3 separate regions of the Mus musculus genome follow, and regions 1 and 2 are each linked to region 3. A link is a contact called in public Hi-C data. All regions are on one chromosome and are shown on one strand. The core of a region is the stretch at or near the end of the contact, and the rest is flanking DNA. Distances in the headings are between cores, read along the strand shown.

Evidence for each region. Hi-C and Micro-C count contacts between places; a contact is called where the count stands out from the background.
Region 1: a Hi-C map of muscle stem cells shows a contact between it and region 3, with 5 times the contacts expected there. The contact joins two enhancer-like sites. A contact is called at or near these places in 1 of 39 promoter capture datasets (hippocampal neurons), 45 of 484 Hi-C or Micro-C datasets (adipose-derived mesenchymal stem cells, cardiomyocytes, cerebellar granule neurons and 24 more), 6 of 115 datasets of contacts at active chromatin or transcription factors (astrocytes, differentiating embryonic stem cells, embryonic basal ganglia and 3 more) and 2 of 9 other capture datasets (embryonic tail and embryonic trunk).
Region 2: a Hi-C map of stem cell-derived neural stem cells shows a contact between it and region 3, with 3 times the contacts expected there. The contact joins two enhancer-like sites. A contact is called at or near these places in 5 of 484 Hi-C or Micro-C datasets (cranial neural crest, myocytes, neural progenitor cells and 2 more) and 2 of 9 other capture datasets (embryonic tail and embryonic trunk).

The regions. Positions count from the first base shown.
Region 1 is chr7:136,479,084-136,483,032 of GRCm38.p6, forward strand. No RefSeq gene overlaps it. Among named protein-coding and RNA genes, the nearest start is that of Gm29931, 15 kb to the right of the region's middle. Within about 2 kb of position 1,793, at least 17 of the 459 cell types and tissues checked have an H3K27ac peak or open chromatin away from gene starts, as enhancers often do. A contact at or near this core is called in muscle stem cells and proximal limb bud, where this site is marked.
Region 2 is chr7:136,393,500-136,397,386 of GRCm38.p6, forward strand. No RefSeq gene overlaps it. Among named protein-coding and RNA genes, the nearest start is that of Gm29872, 5.0 kb to the left of the region's middle. Within about 2 kb of position 2,577, at least 16 of the 459 cell types and tissues checked have an H3K27ac peak or open chromatin away from gene starts, as enhancers often do. A contact at or near this core is called in stem cell-derived neural stem cells, where this site is marked.
Region 3 is chr7:135,835,711-135,839,929 of GRCm38.p6, forward strand. No RefSeq gene overlaps it. Among named protein-coding and RNA genes, the nearest start is that of 6330420H09Rik, 16 kb to the right of the region's middle. Within about 2 kb of position 1,546, at least 23 of the 459 cell types and tissues checked have an H3K27ac peak or open chromatin away from gene starts, as enhancers often do. A contact at or near this core is called in muscle stem cells, proximal limb bud and stem cell-derived neural stem cells, where this site is marked.

The DNA of each region.
Region 1 (3,949 bases), core at 543-3,042, 640 kb after region 3:
CCACAATGTTGTCACAAAGGGACAAGGCTGTGGTTACAGTTTTCAACCCATCTCTGCTTCAGAAAAGTCCTAGAAAAGGAGTGTGGGAGTCACATGTGCGTTTTAAAGTCATTTGCTTACCAACAGGAAAGGCAGAAACAGTTCAGCCTGGCCAGCATGGCTGGGCTGTCAACCAACCCTCTTGGCTTCTCATCTACAGAACAAGTCACAGACAAATAACATTAAAAAAAAAAAAAAGCCTATTTCCATTTAACTCTCTCCAGTTACCAATGAGGAAACTAAGTCACAAGGTTAAATCAGGGGGACTCTCTAAGTCATCACAGGGCCTCTAAGGCTCACCTAGCCTCATAAGGAAAAGAAACAAGCTCTATGATCTGCTCTGGGTCCTCACACATTAATCCTGTCATTAGACATCAGTAAGGGACACTCTTGAAGTGCCAAGCACTGCTGTCACCCAGACATCTGTATTCTGGATTTGTAAACCTTCTGAAGAGCTAGTTTCTCAGCACATTGACACAGCTGTTGGTAGAAGACAGAGGGACAAGCTTTGCTCCCAGGGGCACCCAGACTGTGAGGACGATACCAAGAACAAATACCTCCCTCTCCCACGGCTCCCTGTCCACCTGGTCCACCAGAAGATGATCTCATCTGAACTTCCCAGTGTGGCCTTGGGCCGTGTCCTCCTGTCTCTGCAGACCTAGCTGTCATCTTCTAGAACACAGGCCCAGAACTGAGAAGTGTTGCTGTTGTTTATGAAGGCTGTGTCCACAGAAACTTCACCAGGAACCTTAATGAATGTCTGCGCATGAAAGCATCAGAAAGGGACAAAGAGAGAAGGGTCCAGGAGGTGGCAGCAGCAGACCCCACGTGAGACTGCCCCTGCCCCTCCCCAGGGCTTTGTTCTGGGTTTTTAACCTTTAGGAAAAGCACCCCTGAAAATCTTACACTTAGAACTTGGGCTGTGTTTTATTTCTCTCACTGAGTTCGTGTGCTGTATCACATTACACGTTCTATCAAATTTCACAGTGCTAACGAAAAATGGTTTTGGACATCTGGGCGTTATGCAGTAAAGTGTATGGGTCACAGGCGAGTTATACCCTGGGGCAGGGGAGGAGTCATCTTCCTCCTCCCTCCCCCCTGTTCTTCTAGGATAGTGGCACTGAGGCTGCTAGGCTTAACAAAGCTTCATAGAGGATAAATCTACACTCCAACCTGAGGACCTTGGGTCCCTATCTTCACACTGCATCTGGGAAGGCTTACACAGGCCACGGTACTTTAATAAAGGGAATGTCTTACTATCTCCAACTATGGGACCTTTAAATATAGATGTGCATGCCTGCATGTGTGCATGAGTGCGTGTGTGAGAGATGTCATATAGGTTTTCATTTAGATTTCACTAGTTACTGGACGGCATAATTAATAATTGTTTCTTAGGGTTTTTCATGCCACATCTAGTTAGAAAGGAAGGTGTTTTCCACATTGACTTTCAGGGGTAAAAAACTTGCCTCCCTGATTCCCTATTCTCAGTCAAATTCCCACAGACGACCTCTGCAAGGCTCACTTCCCTGGTTCCCCCCTCGTTAGAGTCCCGTTTCTCACCCACGGTGGCTGTCAGGACCCTAGGCTGCTACCTCTGAATAGACCCAGCTGGGTGAATTAATGTCTGTCCAGTAACTCGAACCAGCAGTGACTTCATCTCAAAACTTTCCAAGTAGCACAGGTCAGAGCGTGAGTGTGGCCGAAAGTAATGGTGTTCCCAGAAAAGTGAGAAGGTGGTGGCCGAGCGTCAGCCAAAAACTATGACTGGGCTGAGAGCCGAGGAGCACAGTTGATAAAGTAAAATTCCAGCAGATCCCACGGAAAGGCAAAGCTTCCTGCTACAATGCTGTGTTTGTCCTTCGAAGGCTAAGTGCACTAACAAACCCACAGCACCGAGCCAAGGTGCCACTATACTGGGAGGCTTACTGAAGCCTAGACAGGGAAACAAAGTATGGGGGCAAACATGTATAGAAAGATACTTTCTAAAATGAGCTAAACGATTAGCATTTTAAATACTGGCATGGTACTTAGTAGATACAATCTGTATTAAAGTTAGCAGAGTAACTGATAATCTCATCTACTACTAACAGAAAATAGGGAGGGTCGCCCAAAGATTAACTCATGTCTGGTGACATGGCTTTAAGGCAATGACCCATACACTGAAAAGGGAATTTCAAAGTGAGTGTGAAAGCAGCTTCCCTATGGCTACTGGTGATGGTCAGGGATGGCTGTGAGGGTCAGCCAGAGCGTGGGAAGTTATGCACCCACCACCTCTGGAAGGGCTGCGCTAGGCGCTCAGGGGCTTCAACTGTTGGCTTGCTTTGGTTTTCTGTTTCCTGATGAAAGTTGACATTTCTCATGCACATTTCCTATTCCGGGTTCATGAAAGGAATCAACTTCCAACACCCAAGGAGTCAGGAAATCTAAGAAGGTGCAATGAGAGCGTTGGCTTCCCTCTCCTCCCTTTTCTGAGGGCAGGAACCCATGGAGGCTATGCTAAGCCCAGGGCCCAGAAGGTATTTTATAAGGATACCCGCTCACTGTGGCCTGCAGCTGTCTCTGGGGCACACCCTATGGCTCCAGGGGAATCAAAGCTGCTCAGACCCCTCGCTTCCTCCTGCCTGGCTTCTTGTTCCAGCAAAGAGACTGGAATTCTTTCATTCTTTTCTCCCATGCTCCCTGTCATTGACCACTAGATAAAACATGGGGTAAACTCTCCCCATGAGACAGGAAGAAACAGACGAGCTAGAGAGAGCCCACTAGAGTTTCTACTGGAAAATTTTTTGAAATGCCTCACCTGTTCGTGGGTTGGTTCTTAAAGGATAAGGCAAAAAAAAGTCCAGTGTTGCTGGTCATATTTTAAAATTGAAAACATAACCTTTTTACATATATTAAAAATAGATAAAAAGGTAGTTTTTCAAGAAAGTTATGAATTGACTGTGTAAGAAAACTAAGATTCCTTGGCTCCTAAGGCACGGCAGAGCTGAGACTTGCATTGGGTACAGGACTTGGAGGGACACATATTCTAGGGCTGTAATGTATGTCAATAAACAACGGAGTACCCAAGCATGGCCAAGTTGACGCCTTACCCTCCAGTATGGCTGCTCTTAGGAAGGGTTCCTGGGTAGCAGTAGACAATGGCATTGTTACAGGATACTTCCCCAGGGACATTCATTCTAGACCAAACATACATTCTGGACACTTCTAGATAGATTGGCCCTCGTCTCAGCCCACAGTCACAGAACCAGGCTAATTAGCACAGTGCTGCTCCTAATGCAAGTCCACTTTAGCACAAATAATTCAATCAGTCTTCCAGTGCTGGAGGAAAAGGGCACTACTGCTGCTCTGCCTGTCCAGCAGGAGATGGGGACGGGGCAAAGGCCCTCAAGACAGCAACAGGCATATACTGCATACTTCCCTTTTCCAGTGCCTCAAGGGACTTGAGGAACAAGACAGGGCATCCTCAGGGAAGGCTTGCCCCAAAATCCTAAGGTTGGGAACTATCAGGATATACAGAAACCATAGACAGGCAATGTCTGTTGGTAGATGCATAGCCCTAGCAAAACTGACCAGACCCAGCTCCAGTGATAGCTGAGAACAACAAAAACTTAGCGTGTCCACCTGGCGTAGTTTCAGGCCTGAGATGTAGCTCAGTTGGCAGAGTGCTGGCTCACACAAAGCCTGCGTGAACCAGGTTTGGTGCCTTACAGCTGCAGCACGTCACAAGATCAGACACTCAAGATCACCTGTGGGGTACAGAGTGAATGAAAGACCAGCCTGGGCTACATGAGACCCTGTCTCAAAATTAAGTAAAATATTTTAAAAAGCATAATAAACAAATTGTCTGGTACATTTTCAATATATGCAACTGTACTCGATCACTAATAAAAAAAAAAAAAAAACAGCCTCC
Region 2 (3,887 bases), core at 1,327-3,826, 560 kb after region 3:
GGGTGAGGTAATTAGCATCTGTCTGTATGCCTTGTGCCTTTTGAATTTCCATAATCCTAGGAGCAGGAGGTAAAAGTTCTGAAACCTTCCATGATGCCAGCATTGCCATGGGAACCCTTTTCCTGGGATTTTTCAGATGTACTCCCGGTCTCTAAGCAGCAGGTGCTCCAAACCAAATATTACAAGACTGCTCTATGCGGGAACAGAGGCTGAGGCTGCCAGGAAGTTAGGTCATCCCTAGAGAGCGACAGTTGAGGTAAAACCTAAGTAGACATTGTGCTCTCTGGCAGGTGACAGGACTCAGACTTTGTCACATGTTAATTAAGGAACTCAGGGCCAGCTTGCATGGAGATGAGATGTGAGCTTGCATTGCTGTATCACTGACCAAACCCGGCAAACCTCTTATTGGCTTTATCTGCAGCTCCTGCCACCCAGCTCAAGGTGTGCCGTGCCCGCTAGGGGTTTCTATGACTTTTTTGGTCTTGTCAACTTGACTAGATTTGGAATTGCTTGGGAGATACAACTCTTGAGTGTGTCTGTGAAGATGCTTCCAGAAAGGATTAACTGAGGAACGAATGGTACTAACACAGTTAGGGTAGGGGAGTCTTCTTTCCTCAGCGTCACCTTCTTGTGGGTTAGGAACCCGAATTAAATATAAAGGAAAATGGCAACCAACTAAGCATGAACATTCTCCTCTCCCTGACTTCTGAGTCCAGATGAAACTTCAACCCCTGTTGCCCTGCCTTCCCCATCATGATGGACTGAACCCTCAAACTGGGCCAATTAAACAATTTCTTCCTAAGTCTACTTCCTGTCAGGCATTTGGTCATAGCAACAAGATGAGCCACTGTCACCGCTCCCAGCTCTGTGACTCTTGACAGGTTGATGCTTTTGGATTGGCTCATACCTGATGTCCCTTCTGCTGGAGACCAGCACCCTGCTTCTTCTATAAAGAGAAGAACAAAGCACAGCTGATTCTGGGTCAGGCGAAGATCTCTTGTAGTTGAAGAAATTCAACTGGCCTGTGGTGCTGGTGTGGGATACCCTGCCACCAGGAAAAATATGTTTAGGAGAGATAATATAATTCTAGTCATTCATCAGATGTCAGAGGGAGAGCATGTGGCTCTTAGTTTTAGCTGATTTCATAGGAAGTCATTGCATTTGGATCTCCCACCCAGTTCCAATAGTGCTATGACTAGCATATACATGAGCAAAGGGGGGGGGGCTTTCCAGTCTTTGTAATGAACTTGAAAGAGGGCTGGCAGCCTTGCCAGCCTGCCTGCCTTCCTTCCTTCCTTCCTTCCTTCCTTCCTTCCTTCCTTCCTTCCTTCCTTTCTTTCTTCCTTTCTTCCTTCCATCTATCTATCTGTTTAGCTTCCTGCCTTCTTTTCTGCCCGACTGCCTCTTTGCCTGTCTTCCTGCCTCGCTGCCTCCCTGCCTTCCAAACAGTAAGGAAGCAGAAGTTTGCCAAAGACCAATGACAGCCACAGAAGCAGTACATATGTCCAGACTCCATCCCAAGCCTTTGATGCTGCCCAGTGTTGGTCTCTGGATGAATACTCATTCCGTCTGAGAAAAACAAAAAAAGAAAATAACAAAACAAAGCCAAAACAAACCACCAATCCAGCTCCTAGGTACCATGCATTATTGCTGAGAAAAGACTACAGACTTGAACTCGAAGCATCAGCATGCTGTTTACAAACTAGGGACTGAAGCTCTGAGGAGGCAAGCATGCCTGTCAGAACTTTAAGGTAGGCTTAGCAAGAGATCAAGAGAAAATATTCAAACTGTCCTACAGCCCACAGCCTGCAGCACAGAGCAGAGGGTAGGTAGCTCCTTTCCTGGAGAGAATGGGCAACTTTGACTGCCATGCCTCTAGAAGGGAAAGAGGGAAGAGAGTGGGATAGAGACAACCTGCCTAGGCTCAGTGTGGGTGGCCTCTGTGTCTCCTCTCTTCCAGAAAGTATACCACAAATGTCAGAGGACAACTTTCCGTATGTGAAAAACTTTTCTTTGAACAGTTTTTTTTTAAGCCTAGTTTCAGTGAAGGTTTGAAGGGATGACGAAGGCAAAGCAGGGAAGGATGGCAGGTTTAAATGAAGGCAAAACGTCCCACTGCCAGCCACATACTTATTTCAGCATATTTTCCTTGAATTTAAAGTGAACTTATACTATGGCCATACCCAACTAGGCAGTGAATGTCTATGGCTATTTGGAATTTGTTTCTGATATTTCAGCTTCTAAGTAGTTTGTCCATATTTAGGAACAAAACATTTGCATTTTAAAATTGATTTACAAATATAGACTCCTCCAAACTGGTTTAGAATTCCGACTCCTCCACTGGATCCAGATTAAAATAGAGACATCTGCCAGGAGCAATCAATTGAGATGGGTTTAAGGCTTGGCTTTGTTTTTGTTTCTGTTTCAAAGTACAGTGCAAACTGATCTTGGGCAAGATTCCCAGGCACAGCAATTGGGGTGAAAACACTGAATGCCCACCGAAGCCAGGTCCCAGCCTGCTGTCTGGATCTTGCCATGACCTCTCCATCTTCTACAATAGCTGCAGAGTCAGAGTCTGGTTCTATGCCCTGGCAGGCCTCCCTCAGCACTTAGGGCCCACGGAGGCTTCTATCCTGCCACCAGAGGCATTACCAAGCTGCCATGGGGACATCCAGTGGTCAGTCCTGTCATCTATGAAACCATTTCCAGCCCTATGATGGCTACCCTTGTCCACTTGCCTATGTCTGGCATTAACTAAAACCTAGGCAGCTGTATTGGGGTATTTTGTTCTTAATTAAATCATTTGAAGTGGGCAGAACCACTTTTAATCTGAACCTTTTGAGGTGGGAAGATCCACAACCTTCCATCTGGACCACTCCCTCTGCCGCAGCCTAAATAACGAACATGGAAGAAGAAAGCTTGATCTCTTTGCCTGCTTGTTCTCACTCTCACTAGCAATTCCGTTCCTTCACTGCACTAGAGCTTACTTCTTTGGAATTTAGGCACATACTGAAGACCAGCCGAGCCATCCAGCCACATGGGCTGAACAACTACTGGATTCTTGGAACTCCCATTGGTAGGCAGCCATTTTTGGACTAGCTGGACCACAGCCTGTAAGCCATTCTATTAACCTTCCTTTATACATATGTGTGTATACATACATACATACACACACATTCATGCATACAAACATATATACATACATACATGTATACATACATATATACATACACATACATGCATACAAACATATATATACACACATACATGCATAATGCATGCATATACACAGATACATGCATACATACATACATGTACACATAGGTCCATTCTATAAGTGCTGTCTCTGTAAAAAAAAAAAATCCTAATTAACACAATACCTCATCAGGCTGCTAACAGGATGAAAAAGTCTTATCTGGAGGCCAGACGTGTTTAATAGGGAGCTCTCAATAAGTCATCACGGTGAAAGTTGACCTTCCTGCTATTAATGTGGGTTGAGAATATTTCTGTGGACTTTGGCAGCAACTCAACCTCCTGCATTGAGATGGTGCAGTAGGAGAACTAAGTGGTAAGAAATCACCTTCAATAAAATGGAGCAAGCGGAGATGGGGCTAGGGGCAGCAGAAACCCATTTGTCTCTCCTCTTCCCAAGTAGTGTTCATCTCTCAAGCATTCTAAGTGGTTGGGCTATTATTACCAAGCAGGGAGAGGTAGAAGGGCCCTGGTCAATGAATGGCCATGTGACATGTCTGAAATGCTTTGAACATAGACTTTGGCCACTGTTGAGGTTAGAAGTAGCTGGGTGATACAGTGTTTTTGTCCTTGGGGAAAAGACGCCAGCCGGCTCCAGTTCCACCAATAGGAGTCTGAGTCCTCTAGTGGGCAGG
Region 3 (4,219 bases), core at 296-2,795:
CTTAGTGTGTGTAGTTTGTAAGACCTCAAGACGCCTCCCGATCTGTGTTGAGTTTAAACTACAGAGCCCTGCAAGACACTGCTCCATACCTTTTTCTGCCAGGCCAAAGCTTGCCCTCAGTAACCCTAGTGGCATGCTGGGTTGCATGGCAAAGGGCACACCTTCCTCATAGCTGCACTGTGCAAGCCTGGAGAGTCAGAGACAGAGAGGGTGGCTTAAAGACCCAGGTTCCTTCCCTTCTTGGGGTGATCTTCATGTCCCTTCTCTTCACTCCCCTGAGGCTGTTTATCTTCAAAGCACAAAAGATACCAACAAAACACTTGCAGCTTTGCCCTCTCTAGATCTTCTATTCATATGTGTGTGTGTAAGTGTGTACTTCTCTTACACAGTGATGGGCTTTGAGGTGTGACACTGCCACACAACTCCTTGGCTAGTAGCTATGCCCTGTCACTTAGGCCAGGCTGTGCGAGTTGGGAAGGGCTGGCTCTGTGTTTATGAAGATGGTACAGCTGTCTCCCTGTCTGTCTGTGTTTTCTGTGTGTATGTCTGCATTTGGTTTCTCAATGCTGCCCCTGGATTTTATTTCAGAAAGAGAAAACAGAAGAAGATTTAAGCCTGATGAAGTACTGAGGACCATTTGGACCCTCTGCTGTCTTCTTTACTTTGTTCTTTGCTGCAAATATCTTCTGTTTCTGCCCCCACCCCCACCCCCGCCATATTTGAAGATGTTTGAATCTAAAAATCAAGAGGAAATGAGTTAAAACTCAAAGCAGGCATTTCTGCGAGTCTGGCAGTGAAGTCAGGGGGAAGGATATCCAGTGGGTGGAAGACCTAACTTTGAATTCTGTAAACACTGCCCCCACCCTAGTCTCTCCCTATGAAGAACCTGATACCCATGGGGACAGTACACTTAGGGACAGTGGCTTTTTCCTTTATTTGTGTCAGTTTCCCAAATGTGCACATCCTCTGAATCCATAGAACATGCACACGTGCTCCTGAACAGACAGAATAATTTCTGAAATTAGATGCTACAGCTGCAATTAGCCAAAGGCAAGTACAGTAGCTCCCCCCTCTCTTCTTGTCTTCTACAGTCCTTCCCATCTCTCTTCCCTCGCCCCCTTCTTCTCCTCTCACGCCTTTGCCCTTTCGCCTTTTTTACATCTCTCTCTTCCTTTCTCATAAATAAGTACCTTTTGGATTTTTAGGCCCTGCCTCTCACAGTCCCCTCCTGCCCACCTACCTGCAGGCTGCACAGAACACAGCATCAAAGGGTCAGGACCACCAACAAGGTGTCACGGAGAAGGTGACTCAGGATGCAGGGCAGGTGCCAGACTGCTCAAATAAGCATCACCCCCCCAACAGGTTCTCGGGACTGAGACCCTTCTGGTAGCTGGGGATCCTACAGAGGTCAAGAAGCCCCGGGTTAGAGGAAGAAAAGGGGAGAAAGGCAGCGGGCAGATAGCTCCTGCTGCATCCCACTGGGAACCGGGTGCGTTGACAACTCTCAAGCACAAGATGGCACCCTTAAGCTTTCAAAGGAGTCAGGCTCCTCAGGAAACATGACACTACCCTGGCCAGCTGCCTCCTTCTAGGGAGACTGGAGAGGTCCCTTTCCAGTACCCACCAGGCCAGGGGTCTGCTTCACTCTTCTTAAGGCTATGCAGCTGCACAGAGGCCCACCAAGCAGAACCCCTCCTGCCAACCCAGGTAGTTTCTCGTGTGGGCTTTGCAAGTCTGTTATGGCTGGACTCCCAGGCTTTGTTTCCCAAGTTGGAATAAAGGAACTGCACCGGGAAGGGGGCTTTGAGAAACAGAATACCATGCTGGCAGAGGCCCCTGTTGTCCAGGACATGCCACCAGGCTGATGGATGGCTCTATCATTATTTACCAAATTGTGGCCCAGAGCCACACTGGCAAAGGCTTATCAAGGTGGGGGTCTCTGGGCATGTAGAAAGTCCCCTGGGTCTTCTCCCACCGGGCTGACACCCTGAGCACACAAGAGCTCTTCTGTGGGAGAGAAGCTGTTTTTCTGGATCCCATGTTTCCCTTGACTGTGATTAGCTACCTGTCTGCCTGTGAGTCCCAGAGGACAGGGACCTGCCAGGGCCAGATGCCCATCATTGATGGGCAAGCGCTGGCTTACTGCACAGGCAAGGGAGTCAGATTGGCCCTGGAGATCAGCTCTGGGACTTGGGAAGTGGAAAGAAAGGGTTGAAAGTGTTCTGTAGGAGCCAGGCCAGGAAGTGTGGTGGGAGTAGATGTGAACGTGTGCTGTGAAGATGAAGTGGCTTGGGCAGGTGCTCATGCCGGCCAACTGAAGACAGTAACAGACCCAATGCTGCCTCTGTGAGAGGACCGCAGGGATGGACTTATGCCTCCCATGGAGGGGAGCACTCTCACAGAACACTAGAACCCATAGGTCACAGCAGGGTTGAAGCCTTTTTGTTTGTTTCTCTGTGCACACACAGATATGAGCATGTTAACCCATGTGTGTATATATTGTGTGTATATATATATCCGAAAAGCATCACCAGCAGCTCTCTATCGGGGAACAATGTGGATTTAGAACTCCATAGAGCTGGGTTCTCATTTGGTTGTACCACTTCTATGCAGGTGACTCTTAATGGTCACTTGGCCTCTGTGACCTTATTGGTCAATGGGATGAAAGTGGCCCCTCCATTTACAGTAGACCAGAAAGCTGTTAGGTGGGACTTTGCAATTGCTGGGTATCCCTGTGAACCTTGTTGTTTTCCAGCTCATACCTCCTGGTCACCTTGTCACCCTGATATGGAATCCCATCTCCAGTCTCCTCCCATCAGCAGCTGTTTTAGAGAATATCGGTATGCATTGCTGGACTCCAAACCCACGTGGGCCACCTTATATGCTCTGTCCATGAGTGCAGGAGTCGGAGATGTGATGGAGGGCAGGATTGCTGCTCTTTCTTCTGTGCCTGTGGGGAACCCCGACTCACTTTCCAGCCCTTGCTTTACCTTTTCCATTTCTTGTGTGCTGCATACCTGTGTGGGCAGGTTTTTCGTGTGTGGGGGCATACCTGTGTAGCTGCACACATATGCACATATATGTGGAAGTAAGGCTGGTGTTGGGAGCCATCCTCTATTGATCTTCTACCTTAATCACTGAAGCAGGGTCTCTCAAACCTAGAGCCCGTTAAGATGGCTCGTTTTAGCCAGCTTAGTCTGGGGAATCTACGGTCCCTACCTTTTGAGGCAAGAATTACAGGAGGCACACCACACTCATCCAGCATTTACGTGTGTCTGGACACCCAAATGTTGGTCCTTACACTTGCCGAGCAAGTGCTTAGTCACAGAGTCCTCCCTCCTGCATCAGTTGTTCTTGAAGTAAGGTTCACCTACATATGGCTTCTGACTTGAGCAATTGTCACTTAGTCAAAGACTTGCTTGAGGGTCTAGATACATCTATAGAAGAATGCTCTGTCAGAGGGTGAACCCATGAGAACCCAAGGGCATGGCTAATAATCCAGTAGTAATTGGCCTGGACAGTAACACGGAAGCTGCTGAAGGTGTTGACCATCCCCTCCACATACACCCTCCTGGGTACTCAGGGTAAGAACAAAGCTTGTCTTTAGGTTGGGAATAAAATCCAAGGAATTAAAAATCTGTGCATATTAACCCAAAGAAAATACACTTACCTTCCAATATACGATGATGGGATTCGAACAAAAACCTTTTCTTCCCGGGCAAAGAATGTTATGCTCAGTGAGTGGTTGGCTGGGTGGACCTTGGCAGTCTTTTCTGTTCTGAATATAAAGGGCACCATGTGCTGGGAAGCAACCTAGGTCTCTCTGCCATTGCTCATTGGTCACCTTTTACAGAGGGCTGTAGTATAGAGCAGTGGTTCTCAACTTTCCTAATGCTGTGGTCCTTCATGTTGTGGTGACTCTCCAGCCATAAAATCATCTCGGTGTTCTTTCATAAGTGTAATGTTGCTACTGTTATGAAGTGTAATTAAATATGAGATATGTAGGATATCTGATATGCAACCCTGGTGAAAGGGTCCTTCGACCTCCAAAGGGGTCGCAACCCATATTTTGGGCGGGAGGTATGGGGGACTTTTGGGATAGCTTTCTAAATGTAATTGAGGAAAATACATAATAATAAAAAATTTTTTAAAAAAGAGAAAACTGTTGGTCTAGACCCACATGTACGTGTCCTATTCTTTATGAGCTCAAGGACAGCAG